Regions from separate parts of the Sus scrofa genome. Here region 1 is linked to region 2. The links are chromatin contacts, called in public Hi-C maps. All regions are on one chromosome and are shown on one strand. The core of a region is the stretch at or near the end of the contact, and the rest is flanking DNA. Distances in the headings are between cores, read along the strand shown. Region 1 overlaps LOC106504972 (a long non-coding RNA gene). Region 2 overlaps AGMO (alkylglycerol monooxygenase).

Region 1 (3,824 bases), core at 1,294-3,793, 510 kb after region 2:
TATCAGGATTTCATAACCTCTAAGGTCAAAAGTAGGCAATTTACCAAGATGTAGCCCCATCTTGTGTTTCTACAGCAGTGTTCTTAAATGGCCATTTCACTATAATGTTAGAAGGGCTTTTGGTTTGGTTTGGTTTTTGAAATCCAGACTGTGGAACTGTAATCTCAAACATGTCTTCTCTCCATTCTAAGACCATCAAAGGGAAAATTTATTTAACTCAATAATCTCATAGTATTTTTTTTTAAGAAACCATCATGTAACCAAATATTTTTCTTCTCCAAATCTGAATTTTTCCCATGACTAAAGTATTAATCCACTGTCTCTAAATTCTGCCTCTGATAAACATTATCTAAAAAGTTTTAACTTTTTTCCTTAATCTTTTCTTTCATAAGAAAAAACAATGTTCTTTAATTGTACCACAGAAGTCATTTTCCCCTACTTTCTAAACCAAAATACTTTGCCGAAAGTAGAGACCTCTGAGTAAAAATACACAGATTTGATTTTTAAACTATTTTGAAAAAAACTAAGTGTTTAATTGAAGTCTTCCTATCTATAAGGTCTTTTCCTTTCCTTGATTCATTTTTACTTGAGGACAAACATGAATATTGGCATCACAAACAATGGCTCTCGGAAATCATGTAGCAGACAGCTGACATTTCCAACGATATCCGTATTTCAGAATAATCCTCATAATATCAACACAGATGTTTCTTTTTTTCATTAACTGTAATATCTTCAAATTTGATACTGAAACACCAAATAAATGTCAGACCTTCTTTGTTGTTGATAAAGACATTGGATTCTGAAGCAGTACTCACATTCATATCTTACAACCCTGTTTATTGTTTCAACAGAGGAGTTCTGAGCACAAAGTGTGTGGGAAGAATATTTATCTTATTTTTACAGATCAGAAAGCTGATGCATAGAGATTAAGTTATATTTATAAGGTCAATGAAAATATCAACATAACTGTGATGAGCCAAATATGCATTCCACAAAAGTCTAAAAATAAAGTGGATTTTCAAGTGATATGCAACTAGCATTTTCAGACACTCTGTAAAATTAAAGAATTCATATACTCATGCCTTTCATTTCAGCTTTAATTTAGTTTCTCAACATTATGTTTCACAGGAAATTCCCAGCACAGTTTTACATTTGACCTAAAAGCATAAAGTCCAAAGGAGTTTGGACACATCCACATATATGTGGGGTTTTATTTACAGAATGTATTTCTATAAAAGTCTCAGTATCATTTGTGTTAAGTAATGTAAAAGTACTACATTGGGTTTTAAATGGGGAAAGACCGAAGAAATACAAATTCTCACACTTTTCATCTCAGTTCTAACAGCAACTCTCTGGCCATTTGAATAATGCTACTAATTGTCCTGTATGTAAATTTGGGTGTAGCTGTATTTCATCTTGGATGTTTGATGTCTTTCTTATAATCATTTAGATTCATAATGATTCCCATAGGGAATTGATTTGTTCTTGTGAGGACTCATCAATAATCTCTCTCTTGCTGCATTTAATTAAAATCACTAAGCTATGTTTTAGTAAAGACAAATGGCAGTCTCTACCTATTAGCATCTCCAAGAATTTAAGTAAACTCCTGATCAGACGTGAAATCTGATATGACTCTTAAAAATACTTTCTGAAATTTCACATCTGAATTAAGAAATTAATGAAAGAGAGGGAGAGGAGGAGTGAAAGGGAAAGAGAGGGAGGGGAGAAGGGGAGATAGAAAGAGAGAGAGAGAAGCAAATAAACCCAAAATAAGGATTTTGCAGACTAGCCTCAGACGGCTGCCTCAGATACGTTTTAGTCCAACTGCTATTTCTCCAGTTAGCGTACAATGTGCTGTGTGTGAAAACACTCATATATAAACAGGAATTTGAGCTCTGCAACACTTCTGCTTACTTTCTCTTCTTCTCCTCTCCCCTCCCTTCCCTATGTCCTTTTACTTCCTAATCTCCCAAATCAAATGCTAAATCAGGAGCAATAGCCTACAATTAGCCTTTTCAATTAAAATGTAGAGTTCAAAGTTGACTCCAAAGTGAGTAATTGCTTTTGAAAACCACAACCGGCAGGCAGCTGCCAGATTATTACAACAGTTTATTTAACCTCAAAACATCTGATCAATTTTATTATCTCAGCAGAAGAGAGATATCCTGGAGAGTAGGGTTTAAAATATACTACTCATCTTAGATGTCTGAGAGAAGATAAAAATTCCTCAGTGCTATAAATATCCCTTTGCCATCACCTTGCTGAGAAAACAAACTCCTATCACACTTGCTTCATTTGAAAGTTAACAGAAACTAAGAAACTAAAGGCAAAAGCATCATCATGATATGAGCTAGGGCAGAAATGTGGGGAAGGGAGCCAGGAACAGACAATTTACAAAATTACAAGGTTTAAAAACATTCAAACATCCGGCTCATGATGTTTGGGATTTTTAATCATCCAGAAAGGAGACTCAGAGAAGGCTGCCAACCTCACCAAAACAAAGACTATCACGTTTCCAGAGTCCTGATTTGGCTGCCTCCACACTGCTGCTCTTATTTATTTATTTTTTTATTTTTTATTTTTTTAAATCTGCTCTGTGGCTCAAGGGATAAAAAGGATGGAAATCTTCATGTTATACAAATGGCCTGGGGAGCCTTCAGAGCTCCTGGCTCCACCCAGCAAGGCCAGGGCACAGAACACACAGAACCCTCCAGCCTCCACTTCTGGGGATCCCTCCCACCCCCTCTTCCTGACCTTCCTGTTCCCCATCTTGCCAGGCTGTCCCTACACCCTTGGATTTCATCTTGCCACTGCTTCTGCAAGCTTCCTGAAACCTACCACACTGAACAGGCTGTGCCCATCATTTTACCTTCTCTTCCAGATTCGTTGTGAAGATTCAGTGGCTATTATATGTACAGTGCTTAGAGACAACTCCCCACCCCTCGCCCCCTGTGGTGCACAGGAAGTGCTATATAAGTGTTAGCCTTTTGTTTTTATAATTCACTCAGGATGTAGTCTTTACTTCTCTTTGGCTCTGGACTTGGCCTCTGGGACAGTTCTACCTGCTCCCAGGCCCACCTTCCAGCACTTAGAACATCTCTTCAGAGGCAGAGTTCAAACACCTAGTTTATACCGAGGCTGTTTTGGTGTCCTTACTTAAGGGTCATGTTATAAGAAGGCTTTGGTACAATCATATATCTCTCACTGAATTTCCAGCAATTTAACCACCTTAAAAAATGACTCCGAATTATAGTTACTTCCAAAATATACCACCATTCCCAGCCACAGGGATCCTAATTCCCATTCGAGGAATATTACTATTGCACCTTTTCTGCCCATTCTAGCAACTGTCCACTTGAAAGAAAAACAACATTCAAAGAACAAGTCAATTTAGGAAATGTTCATGGGAAAGAAACCACTCATTTCTACAAAACGAGCCTTCAGTATCCGAAAAATCATGAATCTAAATACTTATTGTGTTTTATAGTCTGATGATTGTTTTTTATATCTATTTCCCAATCCCATTTCACTTTTCCTTCTAGAACCATGCAATATTATTTGATAGCCTTACATTCCTAGGAATTCTTGTATAAGAATGTTTTGTGTATATTTTAATGTAAAGTGCATTGATTTATAACCTAATAATTCATAAAGGTTATTGATTTATAAAAATGTGACTCATTCTATTTATTAGTTTTAATCATTCAATCCAGTGTTTTCATAAAATATTCATGTGATTTTTTTGTACATCTAGTTTGTTACTAGTCATTACTGCAGAGAACCAAAGTGCGTACCCATAATATTTTTACCTAACCACTAAA
Region 2 (4,034 bases), core at 1,452-3,951:
CTTGCTCAGGCGGTTAAGAACCCAGCATTGCTGTGGCTGTGGTATAGGCCAGTGGCTGTAGCTCTGATTCAACCGCTAGCCTGGAAACTGCTATATGCTGCAGGTACAGCCCTAAAAAAAAAAAAAAAAACAAAAAAAAACAAAAAAAAAAAACAAAAAAAAAACAAAAGAAAAAACAACACTAGGGGGAGAAGAATGAAGAGACCAGAAGCAAGACTGGATAAACAAATGCTTTCATAGATCAAGAAATAAATTACACTCAAGCAATAAGTAACCTGTGAAGAATTTCCACCAGATTCACATTATGGAAATGTTTAGCTGCAATGAAGTAGGGCTAAAGACTGGGATATCGCTTGGGTGACCACTGTAGTAATCCAGAGCTTTTTGTGACTTTGACCAGAGAATGTTCATACCCCAGATTGCTCTAGTAGTATGTGAATCTGCCTGAGGCCACATTAATTTTCCAGTAGAAAACTACAACATAACTCAGGACCAGGACTAAGGTAAGGTAAGTGAGATGTATGCCTTGCCCACAAAATTTAAAGAGGCACCAAGAAATTCAGTAATCAAGATAAATAATACATAGAGCAATATTTTTTCTTTTTCAGCCACACCCATGGCATATGGAAGTTCCTGGGCCAGGGATTGAATCCAAGCCACCAACAGCACAGCTGAATCCTTAACCCACTGAGCAAGGCTGGGATTGAACCAGCACCTCCACAAAGACAAGCCAGCACATTAACCCACTATGCCATAGCGGGAACTCCTAGAGCAATATTTTTAATAATGAATGTAAAAAAACCCATGATGAACAAAATATCAAAAATTTAAGTAACAACAGTAACTGAGTTCTTTGGGAAATATATGTAAAAATAGATGAATTCCACATATGATGAGTTTCTTTTTATCCTTATTTGGAGGATTTCAGTTTATTCACTCAATGTTGTTAACCATCTAACTTACCTTGGAAGTCGAGACAGAATACCAGCTGACATTGATGTTAAGGCATCATCCAGACGACCTGGTGGCTTCCCTTTGCGTATCCAGCTGACAACCAGTTCAAGCAGCATCAAGGAAATGAAATATGGGGTTGCCTGGAAAGGAAATTGCAGAAAAGAGATGCTATTGTGCTCCGTATGAAATTCTTCCAAGTTTCCTGATTAGTCATTCCCAAAGTGGGAGGCCCAGAGTGATAGCTCATAGTAGAAGAAGGTATGTACCTATCCTAGAGGATAATTTCCTCCCAACAGGCAAAGAAATCTGATCATTTCAGTCACACATTAAACAGGTGCTCAAATTCCATCATCTGATTTGGACATGAAAAATAACCATGGATGTAACCATGATAATTCTGCCAAGAAAATAATAAGATTAGAAGGGATGTGTTTCAAGTTAGATCTAAAAAATACATTTTAAAGTAAGAGCAATAATCAGAAACCTATAGTCTACATGACTAAGAAAGATCCACATTAAAAGGCTTTCCTTAAAGATGCATGTGATTCTAGTCTTTCATATTAGAATTACAAGAATAACAAAATTGACACTGTAGAACAAAAACTTTGCTTCTGAGTATTTTAGAGAATAAGGTCATTTTAAATGTTTTAGACATCATTCAAGTTTTAGTCATTCAATTGTTTCTTATATAATAGAAAAAATATTTGTCATCCACTATTGATGACAAATATTGGACTAGGTTTGGTGTTATAATATAAAAGTAATGATTTATGAAGATGTGAGTACCACATTTTTTTCTTTAAAAAATCCTGAAAATTTTATGGGTTTTACTCCATTTGGAAGCTGACGGTAAGCCTTGAAATTTTCTAAACTGAACTCCCAAGAACATATCCTCTGATGTCATTTTTTTCTATTTCTGGTCTGAACTAGTAAGTGTTGTAGGAATAACTTTGACAGGGTGGAGAACTTCAGTATTCAAGTTCTAATTCTGGTTATTTCCATTTCCAATCACAGCCAGGAACCAGAAGTAAAAAGTGCCTCTGAACACTTGAGAGTTTCAAAGAAAACTTGGTTTAAGTTCAAATTTAGGAAGTCAGGGTTGAACTCAGTCAGCTGTATATCCATTCTGTAGAAGCACTTTGCTAAAATGAAAAGGAAATGGTTTCCTGGGAGGTGGAAGACAAGTTTTCCCTTTAGAAACAAAATTATTACAAAGTTTACTAATACCATATAACAATTTGATACTGAGTTTCTAATGGCTAGATTTATAATGCTATTTGTATCCAGGAAAACTTTTTAAAATTTTTATCATATTTCACAGTGACATTCCAGGGAAGAAAATTTTCATAGAAGATGGTTGTGGATATGGTACAGAAATTCAGTTCAAATGGAAATTCCACTTTTGCTCCATGTTTTTTGAAACAGTTATTGTTTATTAGAATTATTTCAAGAACGAAAGTGCACAAAGCCTTAAAATGTGTTTAACTTACTTCTTATGAAGAGAAAAGCAAGAGTAGCCTCTTCCCAGGGTATCTCACCTTTTGTACATAATCAGGCACCTCTTCTAGGGCTTGGAATGACGTTTCATTGGGCTTCATCATGTAAAACATCATGCGAATTCCCTGGGAAACCGAAACATCCTGTTGGGCTTCTGGGTTCTTCATCTCTGCCCTTGTCTGACTCCCAGCTGGAGAGTACTTGGTGATTCAGTGGTTGAAGCCAGAGGCGAACAAAGAGGACGAGATGTGCTGCACAGATCAAGCCCTTTGTCAGAGAACAGCTAGAAACAAAGCTCCATAGAGTACAGCCAACAGCAGATCTGTGTAGAGAAAGACAGGAAAATACAAGGATCAGGAAGAAGTTCAGAGTTCATTGGGCACAGTCCCAAAAATGGGCACGTGGGAAAGGGGGTGGGGAGGAAGGGCTCCTGCCCAAATCAAAGGTAGTGCAGTTTGGCAGCAAGTGGAGTAACTTATCATTTAAAAAAAGAAAACACAAACAAACAAACAAACATATGATACCTGCTTGGAAAGGAGAAAGAAAAAAAAAAAAAAGTGATAGCAAGTGAAAGTTCATTCTGGAAAAGTGGGCGGAAATTCAAGACTCAAATCACATAAGGAAAATACATGTTTTACTCTCTTTTGAAATCCACATTGTGTTCATGTTTAGTCTCCCCACAGCCATATTTCCTGAAAAGACAAGGTGCTCTAATCTCAGTAAGAATAAGTTTGAAAGTCAGTAAGTACTGAAAGTATCTTACTAGTGAGTGCCTATGTATTTCTGGATCTGTATCATGTTAACTTAGGAATGTTTGCAAATCAATTTAGGGGCATGTGGCTTATTATCTGATTAGCATTGTTTAATGGACTCTCAACTATTCACATCTGTATTCTTCTTAGCACTAATATGGATTCTGAAGAAGCTGTTAAGGTGTTGCTAAGAGATCTTATCTCTGTTTTTCCAGGAGGAGCATAGGTTGATTGTGCCTCTCTTAGGTAGACTAGAGGGCACTGAATTGCATTGCCTGTGAGTAAGTGGAGATTTTCTGATTAGCTTTCAACCCAGAATAGCTCTGGTCATCCTTTGGCTACCACCTCATCTTTTAAAAATGTTTACATAGATTTATTAAACTATTAATACATGATTGGGGAGAAATAAAAAGAAACTGTAGATAAGCAACAATTAAATTACCCACAGACACCATTAACATTATGGTATATGTAGAGTCAGGTGCACTACCATATGACATATTTATTGCTAAAAATCACTGTACTATGCAATGAAACCATGGGGCTAATGAGAAAAATGGGATTAGGGTGCAATATTCAGAAACTTCCTCATGGTCCATAGGAGAAAAAAAAATTGGAGCCTAATAAAACGTGGTGGCATATTTTTATACATGAATGTTATATGGTGGAGAAATGCATAAATTCTACAATAAACATGGTACTTAATCTTGAAAAAGACCTGACATAGCAATTTGTTTGTGGAAGTGGGTTTTGGGAGAGGCACAGATTGTGAGTTACCGGGAGTATGGAAGGAGACTTATCTGAAATCATGCATGAAGTTGTAAAACAAGA

What was found. Hi-C and Micro-C count contacts between places; a contact is called where the count stands out from the background.
Region 1: a Hi-C map of skeletal muscle shows a contact between it and region 2, with 10 times the contacts expected there. The contact joins two enhancer-like sites. A contact is called at or near these places in 7 of 47 Hi-C or Micro-C datasets (embryonic fibroblasts, heart right ventricle, mesenteric adipose tissue and 3 more) and 1 of 2 datasets of contacts at active chromatin or transcription factors (skeletal muscle).

What each region holds. Positions count from the first base shown.
Region 1 is chr9:85,399,223-85,403,046 of Sscrofa11.1, forward strand. LOC106504972 (a long non-coding RNA gene) reads left to right here. Exons shown (of 3, transcript XR_001298981.2): 1 at 1-3,824. Among named protein-coding and RNA genes, the nearest start is that of ISPD, 310 kb to the right of the region's middle. Within about 2 kb of position 2,544, at least 12 of the 83 cell types and tissues checked have an H3K27ac peak or open chromatin away from gene starts, as enhancers often do. A contact at or near this core is called in skeletal muscle, where this site is marked.
Region 2 is chr9:84,892,055-84,896,088 of Sscrofa11.1, forward strand. AGMO (alkylglycerol monooxygenase) reads right to left here. Exons shown (of 14, transcript XM_003130179.6): 2 at 2,493-2,773; 3 at 964-1,094. The coding sequence starts at 2,618. Among named protein-coding and RNA genes, the nearest start is that of AGMO, 37 kb to the right of the region's middle. Within about 2 kb of position 2,702, at least 19 of the 83 cell types and tissues checked have an H3K27ac peak or open chromatin away from gene starts, as enhancers often do. A contact at or near this core is called in skeletal muscle, where this site is marked.